Regions from separate parts of the Mus musculus genome. Here region 2 is linked to region 1. A link is a contact called in public Hi-C data. All regions are on one chromosome and are shown on one strand. The core of a region is the stretch at or near the end of the contact, and the rest is flanking DNA. Distances in the headings are between cores, read along the strand shown.

The links. A called contact is a pair of places that touch in the nucleus more often than the background predicts.
Region 2: a Hi-C map of uterus shows a contact between it and region 1, with 16 times the contacts expected there. The contact joins the promoter of Ikzf2 here to the promoter of Pikfyve in region 1. A contact is called at or near these places in 7 of 484 Hi-C or Micro-C datasets (CD4 T cells, CD8 T cells, muscle stem cells and 2 more).

What each region holds. Positions count from the first base shown.
Region 1 is chr1:65,185,227-65,188,757 of GRCm38.p6, forward strand. It overlaps Pikfyve (phosphoinositide kinase, FYVE type zinc finger containing), which reads left to right and starts at 1,459. Exons shown (of 42, transcript NM_001310624.1): 1 at 1,459-1,607. It also overlaps a transcript of Idh1 not described here.
Region 2 is chr1:69,684,040-69,687,442 of GRCm38.p6, forward strand. Ikzf2 (IKAROS family zinc finger 2) reads right to left here and starts at 1,921. Exons shown (of 8, transcript NM_011770.4): 1 at 1,655-1,921; 2 at 85-133. The coding sequence starts at 118.

The DNA.
Region 1 (3,531 bases), core at 209-2,708:
TCCCCCTATGCTCCTCTGGCACCCGCTCAGCCCACTATATCTTTTAAAAAGTGTTAGTTGATCGGGTGTTTCTGTACATAGAGTTTCTTCTGTATCTTGCTATCCTCTCTGCTGGATTATCTATTGTGTTCTCTTGGTCTATTTTATAATTTATTGTACGTTTATGGAATATTAGGGTCTGTTGGGCTAATTTAAGAAAAGATTTTTTTTTCTTCTTCTTAGGGAAGATGCTTGTGTATGTTTATGGGCCAAGGAAGGAGTTATTGGGAAAGGTTTGTTTGAAGAGACATTGCAAGCCCCCAGGGATATGTGTGAGGGACGTGGTTGGTGGTGGAGGTGGTTAGGTTAAGGATAGATAGTACCCAAGGTAGCCCGGTGTTTTGATTTGTATAGATGACAGTTAGAGTGGAGAGTGGAGAGAGGCACAGTAGTAATGAAGACCAATGCGGTCAGAGGACGCTGAGGACAAGATCCAAGAGCCAGTTAAGGATGGTGACCAGGAGTTGCAGCGTCCCCTAGCTTCAGGTTTTGATGGTAATTTCCAACGTTGAAACAAATCAAACAAACAAAAAACCAAAGCTGGGTGGGAAATGCCAAAGTTTTAGAAGAAAAGAATTCTCAGAATATCACCAACCTTCAGATTCCTTTCAATGCTCCCCTGCAAAGCCCTACGCTTTCAGTAAGCGGGTTTTAGCTTGTTTTCTACTTTTAACGGCACAGCCCTGTTAGCAGGACAAAAATAACGGGTCATGTTAATACTAAGCTGAGCAAGTCAGGGCTTGATAACTCTTATCTGCAACACAAAACCCGAATTAAAAAAAGCTATATTCAACCTCACTTGAGTCAGATTCTGTGCCAACTGCCTTTCATGCACAGTTCTACCTAATCCTCAAACAAGACCACCAAAAACATTAACAACAAAAACAACAACAGTAAAACAACAGGGAGTAAACGCAGCTATAATTAACCCTCCTTTACCCACCAGAGGTGTGAGGCCTAGAGAAACAAGCGATTTGTTCAAAGACACATAGTTGGTGTTAGCGGAGTCCTGAAAGGATCCTGAAAGCTAATTAACTACCTCTTCACTCTGGACTACACAGGTAGAAGTCGGTCCAAGAGAGCTCTGAGAGCGGTCCTAAATTATATGTGCTCACGTTGTTGAACACATACGGTAACAGCGACTGGCTGGCGTCTAATGCCTGGCGCGCGTGATGCTCACATGCACCGTCCTCCCCGCTTCCTTCAGGATGGCTGAGGCAGCGTTAAGTCCTCTGGGGGGAGGGGGGGGGGGGTCTAGAACGATACTCTCTGGGTTGGATTCTTTCAGCCTGAACATCTGATCGGAAGGTCTAGAGGGCGGAGAAAAGTAGGCGGAGCCGGCCCTTGGAGCCGGTTGATGATTGGTTAGAAGGGGTACTGGGCGGAGCCTTGAGGTGGTAGGCGGAAGCGAGAAGCCGCAGTTACCGCGTAAGCCTCTGGGCTTCTCGGCGCGACCGCCGGCTGCCTGAGAAAGCCGGCGCTGTGCTTGGCCTCGGCTTCCCGGCCGAGAGTGGTGAGGCGGAGGCCGGGGAGGCGGGAGGCCCGCGGGGCCGGGGCGGGAGGCGAAGGTAAGGGAGGCGGCGAGGCATGGGCAGGCAGGGCGCGCAGTGGGAGGAAGGCCAGCGTGGGTCGCGGAGCACCGCCGGAGGGATGGCGAGGGCCCGGGGCTCTGCGGCCGAGACTCGGCCGGCGAGCGGGGAAGACCCGCCGGGAACCGGCTGGCTTCTGAGCGCCCGGCGGCCCTGTGTGGCGAGACCGGCCGCGGGCCTCCTGGGCCATCTCCCGCCGAGGCTTCCTTGACACAATGGAAGTTCTCTTGCCTCTCTGTTTTCCTAATGCTCGAACTTATTTTGGAGGTGGACCATGTCATCCCTTCCTCTGAGCGGGCGAGCTCAAGTCTCAGGGTGCAGCCTACTCTGGAAAAGAAAGTTCTGACCCACAGAAACCATTCCATGCTTGAGTGTGTCCACCAGCTTAAATGCTGGTTTTTGCCATTTGAGGCTTTTATTTTTCCTTTTTAACTTTAACGTAGTCCTGTTTTGAGGAGGAGGCTTTGTTTCCGAGTAAGTCGTTTCCCCTTTCCCAAGAGGTTCCCAAGAAAGGTTGAAAGTGAAATTTGATGGATGCATTTAGGAATTTAGGGTCTTCTGTCCTATGTAGGTTCTTAGGACATTCAGGGGAAGATGGCAATTCTGCATAAAGCAGGTCATTGCTGTGTATCTTAAGTGCGTAATGTGTTAAATGATGAAGGGTTGCTTCTTCAGTTGGTGCATCTTGTGTTGGTAGAGGTAGACGCCCAGCAAACCTCACCGTCTTGTTTTACATTTATTTGAGTCTCTTTCTGCCTCTCCAGGACTCCCACTCTGTCCCATTCCCTCTCCCCCCCCCCCGGGGGGGGGGAGTGAAAGAGAGATAGACAGAGACAGAGACCGACACACGTGCGGGGTGGCGGCGGGGGTTGGGTGGGGGGAAGATAGTCTTAGTTTCTTTCTCTTCGATTCATTAGGTTAAGGCTTGTGACTAAGGTCAGGACTTTTCTGAGAAGCAACACTAATTTCCTGAGTCCTCCCCCTCCCTTTGCCTCTTTCTGGAAAAGTTACGTGGATCACACTGGTTTTCCTTTAATGTTTCTGTTGTGCATGGGTCACAAAATGAACAATATGCCTTTCTTGATGGAAGCTAACATTGCTTGTATTCAGCTGTCCTGCATTAATAGATAAAAGTTTGAGAATTATACTTAAGAAAAAAACACTCTAGAAAATGATTACACTGCTGTTTTGAATTTCACCTACAGTTTTCGTATGAGCTGATAGGTCAAGCTACACTTTAATATCGAATTCATTTTCTGATTTGCTTCACCAAGATACTCATTTCAAATCTGTGTATACCACACTAGTGCAGAGAAACACTGCAGAAGTTGTTGGATAAGTAGGTTAATATTTCTAATTATGTATTCAGAAAGAGCCATCCTTTACAGTATAAACAGTTATTATGCTGCTAAAAATCAGAGTTGTAATTTTTTTGGTTGCTGGTGGCATGTAATTATTAAGATTAGGTCTATGTGGTTGTATTTATGTTTTTAGAGACTGCACTTGATGTGATGTGTGTTTTCATGATAATTTTTTACTTTCACATGTCCAAAGGTTAAAGAAAGTTGTGGATATAGAAGACCTTTAGAAGTAATTCTAAGACTCTGTAGGTGGATTGGTTTTTGTGCTTTCGTTGGTGCTTTTGTGGACGTAGAATAGGTTGTGTTTGGAAGCATGAGGGTTTTCATTGCCATTACATCTTTTTTCTCTGGTGGTCTTTAAAACAAAACAAAACTTTGAGTTTTTACTTGATTAATCGCCATCTTAATCCTTTATGCTATAGCATCGAAGTTGTATGTTAGCTTGACACAAGCTGGAGTTTTCAGACAGGAGAGCCTCAATTGAGGCTTCATAAGATGGACTGTAAGCAAACCTGTAGGGTATCATCTTAACTAGTGATTGA
Region 2 (3,403 bases), core at 671-3,170, 4.5 Mb after region 1:
AGACCCATGGCTCAGGGACTCACACACAGGGAGCAAGAAGCTCACTTGATTGCCCACAGCAAATTAATGAAAAGGAATACTCACATGTTATATAGCCATCAATTGCGTCTGTTTCCATAGTCAAAGTGCAGTGCTGGAACACAAAAGATTGCAACCTTTACCCAAGGATTCCTCCCTGTATCTGCCATTAAATTCTTCACTTATTTCAAGCCCCAAGCAGGTAGTGCATGTTGCTCCTGCAACCTGTGCCTGAGAAACATACTACAGTGTACTGTGCGTGCTCATTTGCAAGTCATTGAACTCTCTGCAAATGATCTGATTCCTGCTGGAGATAGGATAGGGACATAGGGACGCTAAGTGTCCTGTGAGATGGGCTGTAGCAAGAGAAGAACGACTCTCTCTCGTCAAAATTTACCCGGTTTATTGGGGGAAAAAATAGGAGAGGGTAATCTCCAATTTGCCAACTGTAACTGCTATCTAAGTATTTTACCACTCACTACTTCCCACAATCGCCCTGCAGTTTGAGTACTTCCCTAGTATACAGACAGCTCTATTCACAATTGTTGCAAGTTGGTTCATCATGTTCTAATGGGGGGGGGGGGGGGGCACAGAGAACAAACAAAACATAAGAAAACAAAACAAAACAAAACTACTTAGTACTAGACTGTATCCCAAAGACTTTTGCGGCAGTTGGCCAACTCTGGCTTGTACTGACGTTTTAGCCCACCCCAAATCCTGTGTGAGCACCTGTTCCACGTACCCTAATTTCCTGCCAGACTATGGCCGGAGACAATGCCAAGCCTACTTGAGACATTCGGAGTTCCAACAAGTCAGAAACTTTTGGCTGTGCACGAGGGGAGGGGAGGATTTTCCTCTCCCCAAGTGTGAGGAATGATTTTCATGCATCAATAACACAAATACTTTTGTATCCCCAGAAACAAAAGTAAATTGCATGAGACAACACCCCCTAGCTTTGATTCACATCATAAGAAGATCGATAATCTAACTGTATTCTTTGAGGGAAAAAGTTACAGAATTGACAAGTCCTGAAAAAGATTTTTACTTATTTTTCCCCCCTTTGGCCCAGGTCCTTTTTGCCTTTAGTTTCAAAACTCTCAAAGCACCAGCAGCTAAATTATTCACAATGAGCCATTTCTGTATTGATCGCCAAGTATATTTAGCCCTAGCTCCTGGAATTTCTCCATTACTTACTGGAAAACAGGCAGCTTCACTTCTTGTCTCCAAAACCACTTCCCTTCTCCCTCCCCTCCCCTTCACCACCAGCCTCCCTACCCCCCTCCCGCCCCCCAAAAACTTTTCTTTCTTTCTTTATGGAATAATCAGATCAAATTCCCAGTCACTACATAGCAGTTAAATTCCGACCTGCTCTACTCTTATCAAATTCTTTCAATTAGGTTACGTAAGGTTTGAAAGAAAGGGACCCGGAAAGTTTTAAAGGGGAGCAGTTTCTACCGAGAGCTTACAAATGAGTCTATCTCTTTAAAAATGTACACATTTAACACACATACTAAAAAGAAGCGTCAGTTAGAAGCAAAAGAAGTCTGCGCCAACAGTGAAAGGGTTATTAAACCCTCAGTGAAGGAAAAGGAAGAAAAAGGAAGAAAAAGGAGAAAGAGAAACAAAATGTACATACAAAAGAAATTGTCCTCTGATTAAAAAACAGTCATCACCATTTCCAGCTCTGTCGGGAGCTCCCAGCTTCTTCTAACCCCTCAAGGAGGAGGTGACAATGTCGGGCTGAAGAGAAACGGAGAAAGAAAGAAAGAAAGAAAGAAGTTTTTTGTGTCCCCCCCCCCTTCCCTCCCTGCCCCCTCCAGGCAAAGCCCCCTGCAGAGTTGAAGCCGAGGAGGAGGGAAAGCACTTTACAGGTGGGTCATTCCAAGACCGAATCCAGCAAACAGATCGGCTGATAAACAAAACCAAGAAATGAGAGAGAAGGAACACTCCCCCCCAACCTCCTCCTCCTCCTCCTCCTTCTCCTCCTCCTCGTCCTCCTCCTCCCCCGCCCCCGCCCCCTCGTCCCTTTGGGATGGTCTAGTAGGAAAAGTCACTCAGGAATGGCACCACGTACTTTCAGGAAAGAGGAAAAAAAAAAAAAAAAAAAAAAAGACAGGGAGGGAGGGAGAGAAAGAGAGAGAGGTCAGTGCTACAGCAATGCGATTAACGAGAAGAGAAAAAACTTGATCCACCGGTTCCTTAAGAATCGACCAAAAGCTAAGACAAGAAAACTGAAAGAAAAAGGGGAGGGGGGGTACGAGGGGAGGGACAGTCAGGCAGAACCCAGCAAGGAACCTAGGCCAACTTCACAGGACTGTTTTGTGGCCTCTGGCAAAATAGGAAAAAAAGAAAAAGAAAAAGAAATTAAATCTTCATTCCATCTCCTTCGTCCATACCAGAACCTGTCAAAGCGATTTAACTGTTGCTGTTATACATGTGTCACACCAGATTTTTATTATTATTTTTGTTTTGTTTTGTTTTCAATCTCAACAGTATAATAGCCTCTATCCAGACAGCTGCAATCTATGCCAGGTTATCCAATCTTTCTTCTTGGAATTCAAGTTAAAACAAAGCAAAAACAAGTCCAAATCCATGACAGCTATAAAGATGAGAACTGATTAGTCCATTAACATCCCAGAAGCAGATTACAAGGAGGGGACGATACATTAAGGCAAAGGACATCATCTTCAACGAAATTCCCTGAGCGTCCTTAACAGAGATCATTTCCCTAATCAGAGCCACAACCCATCCCTCCCCAAAGAAAAGCGTCTATATTATTATTATCCCTGGTTAACAGCAACAAGTCATTCGATCACACCACACTGTTAAACAAGATTCCATATCATTACACTTAACTTTGAAAACACTCCCCCTCCCCAACCCCTTTGCAAACCATACACAAATTGATAGATAATCTATGAATCAGAAGACAAATAAAACAAGAGCTGTTCTTCCCCACGCAAAAAGCCAAGCGGAGATTTACCTCAGCAGTGCATGCAGTAAAATAATCCCATCACCCTTTTGTTTGTGTTTACTGTTAGTGTGTCCTCTCCCTCTCTCTCTTTCTTTCTTTCCTGTGCCTAACGTGTGTTTGTGCACTGCAGTTGGTGGTGGAAACTAAGGCAGTGGATCTGTAGCTAAGGGTAATCCTGTTTTTACTTCCTCCATCTTCAGCGAGGAGCAGGGTTAGCCCGGGACAGCTGGTCAAACCCCGAGAAACCGATCCGGCGGAGCCCGAGCACATCTCCCCCGCCGGCCGGGCTCGCGCAGACGCCCGCGGGCGGAGGGCGGGCAGCGGCGGCGGCGGTGGCGGCCGCGCGCGCGCGGAGGGGGTTGGGGGGGGGGTCGTCAGCGAGCGCCCGGGTCCGTGAGAGCCGGGAGCGGG